Regions from separate parts of the Mus musculus genome. Here region 1 is linked to region 2. The links are chromatin contacts, called in public HiChIP or PLAC-seq maps. All regions are on one chromosome and are shown on one strand. Each heading gives the region's core, a stretch centred on a gene start, on an enhancer-like site or on the middle of the called end of the contact. The rest is flanking DNA. Distances are from core to core; before and after follow the strand shown. Region 1 overlaps Fam107b (family with sequence similarity 107, member B). Region 2 overlaps Hspa14 (heat shock protein 14).

Evidence for each region. HiChIP or PLAC-seq counts read pairs in DNA pulled down with a chosen protein or histone mark.
Region 1: a contact with region 2 is called in an H3K4me3 HiChIP or PLAC-seq map of bone marrow-derived macrophages, with 2.7 times the contacts expected there. The contact joins two enhancer-like sites. A contact is called at or near these places in 13 of 39 promoter capture datasets (the 3T3-L1 cell line, 3T3-L1-derived adipocytes, the HPC-7 cell line and 8 more), 1 of 15 datasets of contacts at CTCF or cohesin (large pre-B cells), 5 of 484 Hi-C or Micro-C datasets (the HPC-7 cell line, hematopoietic stem and progenitor cells, pancreatic cancer cells and 2 more), 4 of 115 datasets of contacts at active chromatin or transcription factors (the 230-238 cell line, bone marrow-derived macrophages, embryonic fibroblasts and 1 more) and 2 of 9 other capture datasets (adipose tissue and liver).

What each region holds. Positions count from the first base shown.
Region 1 is chr2:3,723,090-3,728,936 of GRCm38.p6, reverse strand. The region is part of intron 1 of Fam107b (family with sequence similarity 107, member B); the gene reads right to left. Among named protein-coding and RNA genes, the nearest start is that of Fam107b, 13 kb to the right of the region's middle. Within about 2 kb of position 2,011, at least 209 of the 459 cell types and tissues checked have an H3K27ac peak or open chromatin away from gene starts, as enhancers often do. A contact at or near this core is called in bone marrow-derived macrophages and hematopoietic stem and progenitor cells, where this site is marked.
Region 2 is chr2:3,497,077-3,503,471 of GRCm38.p6, reverse strand. It overlaps Hspa14 (heat shock protein 14), which reads left to right. Exons shown (of 14, transcript NM_015765.2): 4 at 687-735; 5 at 873-978; 6 at 2,334-2,424; 7 at 4,161-4,265; 8 at 5,289-5,450. Among named protein-coding and RNA genes, the nearest start is that of Hspa14, 13 kb to the left of the region's middle. Within about 2 kb of position 4,266, at least 10 of the 459 cell types and tissues checked have an H3K27ac peak or open chromatin away from gene starts, as enhancers often do. A contact at or near this core is called in bone marrow-derived macrophages and hematopoietic stem and progenitor cells, where this site is marked.

The sequences.
Region 1 (5,847 bases), core at 762-3,261, 230 kb before region 2:
GGCTGGCCTTGAACTCAGAATTCCGCCTGCCTCTGCCTCCCAAGTGCTGGGATTAAAGGCATATGCCACCACTGCCTGGCAGGACATTTTCTTGATTCATGGTTGAAGGCTCAGCTCCCTGTGGGTGGTCCTGGGTTATTGGGGGAGGAGAAAAGCTGAGCAGGCCATGGGAGCAAGGCAGTAGGCAGCATCAGTCCATGGCCTCTGCATTAGCTCCTGCCTCCAGGTTCCTGTCCTGGCTTCATTTGATGATGAACAGCAAGCTGGAAGGATAGGCCCAACAAACCCTTTCCTCCTCAGTTGGTTTTTGGTCATGTGCTTCATCACAGCAACAGAAACCCTAGCAAAGATGATCCCAAAGCTCCAGCCTGAGCCCTCTGCCCCTCTTATCTCTATTCTACCACTGCTTAAAGCACAAGAGCCCAAATCTGAGACAAATTCTCTTGAGTACCAATGAGATCAAAAGTCTCATGCCATTGGACAGCCACGTCAACAGTCATGTACGAAGTCACATCATGACACCATCCTGGGGAAATACACAAGGAGGGTGCTACTGGCACCTACACATAGACATGGTGCCTACACTTTACCTGCCAGCTCATTGAGGGGCAGAAAGCAAAGATGAGAACTCCTGAGTTCATGAGGGAAAAGGGCATCTCACATAACACCCAGTTCTAGGCAACATCAAGTTCTTACTCTCTCTTGTGCGCTGTTAGAACCAATAAGTGATGTCACAAGCCTGCAAGACTAGGGCTACGGTGATGTTTGAGATGTCTCAGTCACCCACCATGAGAACAACTCATGTTTTATTCTCATGTTTATCTACAAAAACACATTTCTCTTATATTTATTTACAAAAACCTCACAAATATATTCAACCACAGGGTGTCTCTCGGCCCTAAAAGTCAAAATGGAGAAACAGCAAAGAAAGTTCTCAACCGTGTAAACAAATGCCGAGGCTTTTGTATATAATATGAGAAACTATTTCTAATACCTAATATGTTTTAGACTTTCTACAAGATAAACAGGAACCTGATTCTTCCACACAGAATTTCAAACTTCATCATTTCTTCCTCGCAATAAAACCATCACCAGCTCAGTAACTAGTGACTTCCGTTTCCTGTTCCTGTTTGTATTCTCTGTGGTGGCAAGCACATGGGCTAGGTATGATAAGGCAAGACCATGTGTGACAGCCAACAATGCTGTTGTAAGTTAGAGGTCAAGGACGAGAGTCCTTTAGGTCCTGTGTGACTCCACAGCTTCAGCACGTTTTATAAAGTAAGAGCTAGGGAGAGATGAAGCATGAGGACACTGAGAAGCCAGGTGGCCATGCATATCCCTGTATCCAGCCAGGTGGCCATGCATATCCCTGTATCCAGCCAGGTGGCCATGCATATCCCTGTATCCCAGGCACTCTGGGGTTCAGTGGAAGGAGAGGCAAGTGTGTTGCTGGGGCTCACTCACTATCAGGCTAGCTCAGGCTCAGTAAGAGACTATGTCAAGGGCATACGAATACATTAGGGAGTTTCAGAATCCTCCTCTGGTCTCCACACCCATATACAGACACTATAGTCTCCCTCCAGCCCTCTCTCCCTCCCTCCCTTTTCTACACACACACACACATACACACACACACACACACACACACACACACACACACACACAGAGTTGTAAGTTCTCTAAAGCACCATCTCATATTGAATCCAATGCTAATTGTTGAAAACTCCTCCCTGGGCTATTACTGCAGTGACACACTTCAGAGACACAGTTGGGGTATGAATTTATAGAGAAGTATCAAATGAATCACCCACACATAAAAAACAATTTATCTCCATTTAAAAAGCCATGTTGATCCACATGACGTGAGCAAAAGCGCACAGACCAAGTGTCTGACAATTACTCTGAAGGACTATAAATAGGCTGTTTTTGAAATTAGTCAGCTATGCATGCTGTTCTTCTCAAAGCACATGCGTGCAACATGTTCCAGACAGTACACAGGCTGCGTAGTTTCTAGCAGAAACGGACTGGAGTGAAAAACAACAGTGTTGCTAGAGTCACAGATCTCAGCCATTAACTGTGAAACAGGAAGTGCACAAAGAATTGTAATTTAGGGGCACTGAAAGCAAACAAGCGTTCTCTGGGCACATCTAAGGAGTGCTGCTGCAAAGCCAAGCGTGTTTCTATTTTACCACAAACTGTATGAATCATGGATCAGAGAACAAACCGTATCCGAGTGGATGCTGTTCTCCATCTGATCCTGGAGCGCTCTGGTAACACGGTTAACTAGTCTAATGAACAGCTCTGGGGCAAGCTCTCTGAGCTTCCTGTGCTGCACAGGGAAGGGGTGACTGCAGCCTTCGCTGCCTCAAGGAACTAAGGCTAACCTCAGGAAGTCGGCACCAGACACCTTTTCTCTCCCTCCCTCTCACCAGAGTGGGTGACTTAGGGCCTGAATTCCTCCCCACCTACCATCCACACACTTCCCCAGAGGTACCTTCAGAAAGCCTCAGGTCTAGAACTGCCCAGTGTAGGGAAAAGAAAGGGATGAGCAATTCCCTGGTGGCTCCCAAGTCAATTTCCTGGTGACTGTTCAAGTATTTAAAGACTATGTAGTGATTTTATGAAATAGAAATGATCAAAGGAACGATTTGTTTCTTTTTTTTTCTTTTGCATGTGAGTTGGCTCAAGATACTTATTAAAACATACTATCCGTCCAAATATACCTAGACATTTTCTAGGAAACTTGAAGCAGCTAGCAGCCCAAAGCTCATGCAATGCCTTTTTAAAAGCTGGGAGAAATTACCAATTAAAAAAAAAATTCATACAGCTCTTCAGGGTACACAGAAGGCCCTGGAAAGAATGTTTTGGGGCAATAAAATACTGTATTCCTTCAACAAAAACAACAAAAAAAAAAAGACATTAAAATAGTAAGAGAGGAAGAGAGGCAGGACCACTGTTGTTAGTATGATCAAGTATTTGTGAGCTGGTGATTATGGAATGTTTCTGCTTTAGTGAAGACACGTTAGTTATAGTCCTATATCATTTAGTATTCACATAAACATTAGGTATTAGGGTGTTTTTCTACTGTGAGTTTAGACTCCAAGCAACCACCACTAGTTGTGCAGTCTCGGGAAGGCTCCCTAAACATCTAAGCATTAGATTGCCCACCATTGCCCAACCCCCTCAAAAATGGATTAAATCAGATGGCCTCCTGCTTTCTGTGGCTTTTGTTAGCATCACTTTACAATGTCAAAATCTTCTATCATTCCAGGTTTCATCTTTTTTCAATACCTTATGGTCAGAGCCAAGATTTACTTGACACCAACTGCACAGTCAAAAGCATGGTCTTTACTTAAGGCACTGTGGGAGGAATGCCCAACTCTTAGAACCGTTGTGATGATGATCCTTGTCATAATGTGGTTTCCAGAAGCACGCTATGGTATACCAAGAGAATGATCATCCACACAGGAGGAACCAATATATTTCCATGCCCATCAAATGCTGAGGGTATCCCCAGATCTGACTGTAGTGGCAGCGTGTAGCTTGCTTGGAGAGTGAGCCAATTTCAGTTGCTGTGACACTGTCCTTTAAAAGGAGTACTCTCTACTCTGGAAACATGGCAGTGGTCCATCTTTCCAAACCACGTAAGACTCAAGCTGAAAACTGCCATTTCTCCTATGTTTTGGAAGAAGTCATCTTTATCATTCATTCATTCTCTCTCTGTATGTATGTATGTATGTATGTATGTATGTATGTATGTATATGTGTGAGTGAGTGCCTACATGGTTCTGTGTGCACTCAGGTATATGAGAAGGCCAGAGGCTGATGTCAGGTGTCTTTCATAATCACCATCTACCTTACTTATATTTAGAGTGAGCCTGGAGCTCATCAAATCAGCTAGACTGGCTGGCCAGTGAGCACCCATTATCTTCCTTTTCCTGTTTCCCCTGCACTGGGATTCCAGACATGCAGGGCACTCTGGGATTTTGTATGGGTTCTGGGTCTCACATTCAGGTTCGCATGTACTTCACCAGCTGAGCCATCTCTCAAGCCCATCATTCTCCCCTTTTGAAAATAATTTTATTTATGTATATCATGTGTGTGCAGGCATGCTCTATGTGTATATGTGCCTTGTGTGCTGGTATCCATAGAAGCCAGAAGGAATTAGATCCTCTGGAGCTGTGACTCACCCAACATAGGTTGTGAGAACTAAACTTAATCCTTTGAAGGGAGGTAAGCCACTGAGCTTTCTCTCTAGCACCACTCCTTTGTAAGTTTATTAATGCCTTGCCTTTCCTAAAAAGTCTGGTTATACATGTTCATAAACATCAAAAAAGCTCAACTGACTACTGAAGAAAATAATGGGCAATGGACTATACCACCACATGGTACTGTACCTTGTAATCCTATGCTGTAAGACCCTATGCTATATGCTATAAGAGCATAAACACACAGAAGTTAATATTACTATAAAACTTACCTGACACAATAAGATTTATAAATAGCAATTAACTTTGATGGTAGGAAATACATTGCATGCAGTAAATGGGAAAGTCTAGCCATTCTGTTTTTCTCTATTAAGTCCCCACTGTCCTTAAGTCACTCCAACAATTGGTTTGCTGGACACTCTGGCCATTGCAGGTCTCATCCCACACTTGCTAACTTGCTCATTAAACAATCTCCAATGAAATACTTAACTCAAGCAACCATCATCAATAGACGCTAACAACGTTAGGAGAAAGGTCAATGGGGGAAATTCACAATGAAGGATCAAGCTGTCAACACAGAAACCGAATGGCCATTGTTCACATTGCTGTGAGTGACAGCAGACATCGCCTTGGGATGATGCAACATGAAGCAGATGTCACTACCAACAACTTAGCCCTTTCTAAAGAGCTGGGGTGCTAAGAGCAAGAACCCAGGAGAGCAGCGGTGCTAAGTTCCAGTTTACAGACCACAAGAACTTGTAGAACAAGTTCTCAAAACACACTGCAGCCCAGTCAAGGAAGTGGGCCTTTCTACTAGACAACAACCAACAGCACGAGGAAGAAGGTGCTGAGGAAGAACGGCCCTGTGGATTATCGAGCCTTAAGAGGTGGAACCACTACATGTATACATTTTAAAGATCTGGCTTCAAAGAAACTAGGTATAATAAGGCTACAGCACATTATTAAGAAATGAGGCCAATATTAAAAACGACAGTGACAAATTCAATAGACTTCTGGGCTTCCCCACATCTTGCCTGAGTTTTCGGTTGACATCACTTTCAGTCACCCCTCAGGCAAAGGGGCAAAGGGCCTGGCCTAGCAACAGAAATAAGCAAGGATGGTGTGTTCTACTCAGCTCACAAGGGGAAGCCTCTGAGGTCAGAAAAATCAGGGGGATCCTGGGGATAACCCCAAGAAAAAACTTACAGATCTTCCCACCCAGGTACTTTTGCAAATAAGTTTATAGCAGCCCAGGGTTTTAACTGAAACTTGTAGAAAAAAAGTCAGTGTTCTAACAGGGAGGTCGAAGCAGAAGTGAGCAAGATGCTGGGAGTTGAGAGATAGGGAGACAGTGATGCTGAAAAGCTACTGAGATTTTTGCCTCTTGAACAATGTTCCATTCTAGCATCTCTGCCTCTGGGAGCTTGGAGAGGGAGAGGCTCAAGGAGGGTTGAGGGGGATCAAGTGGGGTCCAGAGGGGTGGGATTTGATTTTTGTCAGGGTCTAGCATCATACCTACTAATCTCTTAAGAAAAAAAAAAAAGCAGACTCTGCAGTTAAAATAAGTCAAAGGAAAACTTTTTAAATTCAAATTGTTATTGTTTTTTCTTCTTAAAACTAGATATTCTAAAAAGAAATG
Region 2 (6,395 bases), core at 3,017-5,516:
TAACATCTTAGTAATATGCCCATTTTTTTTATTTCATACCTTTAGTTATTTGGTATTTTATTTGAGGCATTAGTCTATAATTCTTAGTGTATGTATACCTAGAGTACAGCTTTCTATATACAGTGCTCATACTTTTGCTCAATTTGGTGTTGGGCATTAATTTTAAAAACCAAGCAACAAATGTGAGTTTAGTGTTACAAAATTCCTTTGTATCTCAGTTGGTTGGGTCTTCAGGATTGTAGGTATGAAAATGGAGGGTATAAGATCATTGACTGTGCCGGGCGTGGTGCCGCACGCCTTTAATCCCAGCACTTGGGAGGCAGAGGCAGGTGGATTTCTGAGTTTGAAGCCAGCCTGGTCTACAGAGTGAGTTCCAGGACAGCCAGGGCTACACAGAGAAACCCTGTCTCAAAGAAAAAAAAAAAAAAAAAAAAAAAAAGAATCATTGACTGTGTTCAAATTCAAGGTCTGAACAAGAAAATTAATACTTTCAAATATGATGAGTAAGAATTACAGCTGTTGTAAACCCTCCATTGAATTCAAGCTTCTGAGTTATTGAGCAGCTTAATAATTTTGTTGGCATATTCTTTATCTGTCCAGTGGGGTGAAAAGTACAGACTTCACCTTATGTGTCTACAATATTAATTTTTTAATGCTGAGATATCTTTATATTTCCCCATGAACAGCTCTGCAGATCCACAAGCTCAGAAATACATCTCAGAAAGTAAATGCTTAGTAAGTATGGTTCCTTTACTCTCTCCCCCTTATTCAAAGATTAATTACTAACAGTCATGACATAGAGTGTTAAACTGAGACTCATCTAAAGTTTTATTTAAATTATTCTATATTTGGTATAATTATAATTTTTTTAGGTCATTGAGAAAAATGGGAAGTTGCGGTATGAAATAGATACAGGAGAAGAAACAAAACTTGTTAATCCAGAAGATGTTGCCAGACTGATATTCAGTAAAATGAAAGGTACTGCACAGAAGTTAATAACTTACTTTATTTTGTTTTGCAATTTCTTAAAAATATTTATTATTTATTTACATGTACCTGTGTATGTGTCTGTATCTGTGCATTGCCTGAGGTTAGAAACATCCCCTGAAACTGGAATTAGAAGCAGTTGTGAGCTGCTTGAGGTGGGTGCTGGGAATTGAACTCAGGTCCTCTGGGAAACCAGTGCATGTCCTTAACCACTGAGCCACCTCTCCAACACCTGACTGATAACTTTAAATGATCCCTTAAAAGAGTGGGGACAGCAGTTCCCAGTGCTGAGGAGCTGGAGACAGATGTATGCTTGGGGCCTGCTGGCTGCCCATTTTGGCCTACTTGAGTTACACACACACACACATACACACACACACAAAGATTTGAGGAGAAACAATGAGCGATTCCACGAGTTAGCAGTTAGACTTTGCTTGGGTCTGACCTTAACCTTCCCTGTAAGGACAGGTCATGCCTGAAATGCCTGGGATCAGGGCTATATACAATTTCAGGGTTTTTTTTGTTTGTTTGTTTGTTTGTTTTTTAATTTTATTTATTTATTTATTTATTTATTTATTTATTTATTATATGTAAGTACACTGTAGCTGTCTTCAGACACTCCAGAAGAGAGTATCAGATCTCATTACAGATGGTTGTGAGCCACCATGTGGTTGCTGGGATTTGAACTCAGGATCTTTGGAAGAGCAGTCAGTGCTCTTAACCACTAAGCTATCTTACCAGCCCCCCTCAGTTTTGTTTTAAACTTGGGGATATTTACCTAGAGTCTGCCAGTTAAGAGTCCTAATTCCCAGGTGGTGGCTCATGTGGGAGTTCGAGACCAGCCTGGTCTATACCGTAAGTTCTAGGACAGCCAGGGCTACTCAGAGAAACACTTTTTTTTTTGTTTTTGTTTTTGTTTTGAGACAGGGTTTCTCTGTGTAGCCGTGGCTGTCCTGGAACTCACTCTGTAGACCAGGCTGGCCTTGAACTCAGAACTCTGCCTGCCTCTGCCTCCCGAGGAATCTTGAGAGGCAAGGTAGTCCTTACAAAGGGTCTCGTCTCATAAATGAATTTGGAACTAGTTCTCTGGACCCAGTCTCATGTAGATTTTTGATAGCCCAAAGCTGAAGAGCCAAGCTCTTGGACAGTACCTGGCCCGTGTCCATCATCCATCATGAGACCCACAGGAATCACTGAATAACCCAAGGGCCACAGGAGGGAGTGGAGGGGCGGCAGAACCTGGACCTCTGGTGAGAAAATCTCAGGCTTAGGAAGCTAGGAAGAGCTTTATTGCTTAGCATGTGTCATCACGATACATGTATTTGTGTTTGCTCTTGAATGTACAGAAACAGCGCATTCTGTCCTGGGCTCAGATGCAAATGACGTGGTTGTCACTGTCCCATTTGACTTTGGAGAAAAGCAGAAGTCTGCTCTGGGGTAAGTGTAACTGTCTTAACATGGTTAGTTAAAATACAGATTACACTCAGTAATAGAATATGACGCTATCTTTGGACATAGCTTAGGCAGCACATTATTTCATGGTATTGTAAGTATCTCATGGTAATGTCATTGATGTTGTGTGCCCTCTTGCTGTTATGATGGGAGCTGTTTTACTACCAGGTTATTAAACTGTTGTTCAGGCATCATTTTGCCTGTCTCATGTCGTTGAGGCTTATATGGGAAATACATAAGAATGTTGTTTTTTAAAAAAAAAAATAATTATTGAATGAAATGGGTGCTGTAAAGAAACCAAAATAGCAGCTTCATAGGTAAGAGGGAAGTTTATTCGGAACCATTGAGGTTGTCCCTGGGAAAAGCAGAGGGAAGGAGGGGATTCCCAAGGCTTTAAGGGAAACGTGTGCCTGAGAGGAAGGGACCCCATGAGCCAGCTTTGAAGTGTGTGACAGAGCCTAGAAGCCAGCGTAGACCTTGATGTGCTATTACGGGCTATGTCAATGGAAGAGCCCGAGATAAGGAGCCACTTCTTTTTATTGGGTAGAAGTTATTTTCCTAAGTCCCTGAGCGGATGCTGGCTTTTGTCTAAATGACAGACTTTGGGAAAGGATTTCTGAAACTAGACTATTATTTCAGTTTAACATCGAAACCAAAGAACATAGATTCTGCCCTCACAGGTGTCATGCGATGCGATTCTTAGCTTGCGGGTCCTTACTCTACTCTGTACAGTTCTACCTGTGCTTTGGTAAGCAGAAAACTGCTGTGTGCCCAAAGGAAAGAAATTGAACATTTCCATAATGTTCCAGACATTTTATTACTTCCTAAACTTTATAATCATGGGCGTATATTCGATTTCTTTATTCAGTCAAAAATTACTGATGTTTTTTACCTCATAAGGTCCAGTGTATTCAGGTACAGTGCACAGGGGTGCATGGGTGTGGCTCTGACCTCCCAGAGCTAACTCTAATCCTGACAGTGTGCTCATTGAGTCAGGAGAATGTTCTGAGCAACATGGAGGCCAGGTACTGCTCCTAGACTTTCAGGGCCTAGAGACTGCCCAGAAGAAGTGAACCTTAAAAAAAAAAAAGATCCTTTGGAGAGCTATGTTTTGCATTTCTTTCTGTTTGTGTGTATCTGCACATGTGTGTTGCATATGCATCTGCTGGGACTTGGGAGGCCAGAGGGCCCGACAGGTATCCTCTGTCACTCTACCTTATTTATCTCGTGAGAAAGGCTCTCTCACTGATCCTGGCGCTTACCACTTTCCTGGGCTGTCTGGTTATCAAGGATCCTGCCCTGCCACCTGACTTGATCATGCAAATGCATATGTGCGTGTGACACACCCGGCCCCAGCACTGAAGTTACAGGCACGCACCCCCACACCTTTGTTTTATGTGGGTGCTGGAGATTCAAAGCTAGACCCTCAGGCTTGGGTAGAAGGCCTATTTACTGACTAAACCACCCATAGCTCTAACAGGTTGTTGGGGTTTTTTTCTTACTCAATATAAATGCAAACCATTTTATAGAAAACACTGGCTCTGAACAGTGCATTTTTAGACAGGAAGTCGGTTCTAGTCACTTCCTTTCCACGGGTTCTGCTTTCCCGAGCTGTGTCTTCTGGAGGATCGTTTGCCAGAGCATGAGCCCTTCAGCACAGCTACAAGTGCAGGGCTGGGTATGTTGTGACCCACAATTCACTGAGAGCAAATTGTTTGCAGGGAGGCGGCTGGAGCTGCTGGATTTAACGTGCTGCGGCTGATCCATGAGCCGTCTGCAGCTCTCCTTGCTTATGGGATTGGACAAGACCACCCTACCGGGAAGAGGTAAACCCCAGATCTCCGGCTTTCAGTAGGACTCTGGCAGCCCAGCCACGTGGTGCCAACCTTCACACAGGAAATTCTCGCCTCCCGTCATGCTGAGCAGCGGAGATGGGAAAGCAGGGAAGGAGAGGCTGAGTGTCTCCTGTCATCTCATTTCGTTGTGGAGATTGGCTAATTGTGGAGTACTCCCACCATTGATTTCACTCCCAGTGTTTAGACATGTTGTTTAGAGACAGCTGGTGTTACGTTAACAGAGTTGATGACCACACGTTAGAGAAATTCATTTAGATACAGTGTTAACCTTTCCAAATAGTTAGACCCTGTCCAAATATCTCATGGTCAAAGAAACTAATGTGTATAAATCACTAGGAAATTATTTTGAGGTAAACAGATTAATGTAAAAATATTAGAAATTATGAGTCCTGATATATATTTAAATACATGATGGGGGAGCTGGTTTCTACTGTCCTGGGTTGGATCCATAAGCTATGTTGTATTAACTTATAAAATATTTACAGGATAGCTGTATTTAATTCCTTTCAGATTTATAATAATCATGAAATCCTTGTTTGATTTACTTTGAAAACTTAGTGTTTTCAAACCTAGTCACTCAGAAAAATAGATTCTCCAGTTAACTGACTGAAAGGAGCTTTCATTTAGTTTCAGAAGATTGTAAGTTCAAGGCTTGGTCCAGCACGGGTGACTGGAGACAAGCCGATGACTCATCTGGGCTGTAGACTTTCTTCATTATCATTTAATTTATTTTTTCATGTATATGAGCACTTTTTCTGCATGTACACCTGCATGCCTGAAGATAGCATCTGATCCCATTACAGATAGTTGTGAGCCACACTGCGGTTGCTGGGAATTGAACCCTGGTCCTCTGGAAAAGCAGCCAGTGCTCTTACCTGCTGAGCCACCTCTCCAGCCCTCATAAACAATTCAAACGAATGGCTTCAAAAGTACAGTCTGGCTTTAAGATGATGTGATTCTCAGATGCTTTACCCATTTTTTTCTCTCTTGAAGCAATGTTTTGGTGTTTAAGCTTGGAGGAACGTCCTTATCGCTCAGTGTCATGGAAGTTAACAGTGGGATGTATCGGGTCCTTTCCACAAACACCAGTGACAACATAGGGGGCGCACATTTCACAGACACCTTAGCACAGTACCTGGCTTCGGAGTTCCAGAGGTGAGTATCCAGTCCAGTTTGATCAAGATTTCACTTCAAGGGTTTCTTCCTTGGTTTATTTTGACAATTTAAACTTGTCCTTTTATTTATTTTTTTTCTTTTCCTTTTCTTTGTTTAAGATTTCTGTGGCTGGGGAGGTAGCTCAGCCTCTTATAGAGTGTACTGGCTGGTTTTGTGTCAACTTGACACAAGCTGGAGTTATCACAGAGAAAGGAGCTTCAGTTGAGGAAATGCCTCCATGAGATCCAACTGTGGGGCATTTTCTCAATTAGTGATCAAGGGGGAAGGGCCCCTTGTGGGTGGTGCCATCTCTGGGCTGATAGTCTTTGGGTTCTATAAGAGAGCAGGCTGAGCAAGCCAGGGGAAGCAAGCCAGTAAAGAACATCCCTCCATGGCCTCTGCATCAGCTCCTACTTCCTGACCTGCTTGAGTTCCAGTCCTGACTTCCTTTGGTGATGAACAGCAGTATGGAAGTGTAAGCTGAATAAACCCTTTCCTCCCCAACTTGCTTCTTGGTCATGATGTTTGTACAGGAATAGAAACCCTGACTAAGACATAGAGGAACTGAACTCAGTTCTGACACTTTTAACAGCTGAGCCTTCTCTTTAGTCCCAGTGTATTGAGCTGTTCTGAGACACAGGAAGATGTGTTTCTCTTGTGGAAGCCAGGTGTCTTCATCTGTAAATTATAGTGTCCTCAGAAGTAGAGGCTGTGCCAGCGGTGCGCCTTTTAAGCCAGGCATGGCGGTGACATTTGTAGCCTCAGTACCTGCAAGGCACGGCAGAGGACACTCGGGGACACTCAAGTTGAGGACAGCTTGATTTTTAATTTTTAAAGGGTGATTTCCCACGTGGAATAAAAATGTGCTGCTTTTTATTATAAAGGTATTGCTTAACAAAACAGTTGGTCATTACTTAAAGTAACCCACACTGCAGATGAGAGACT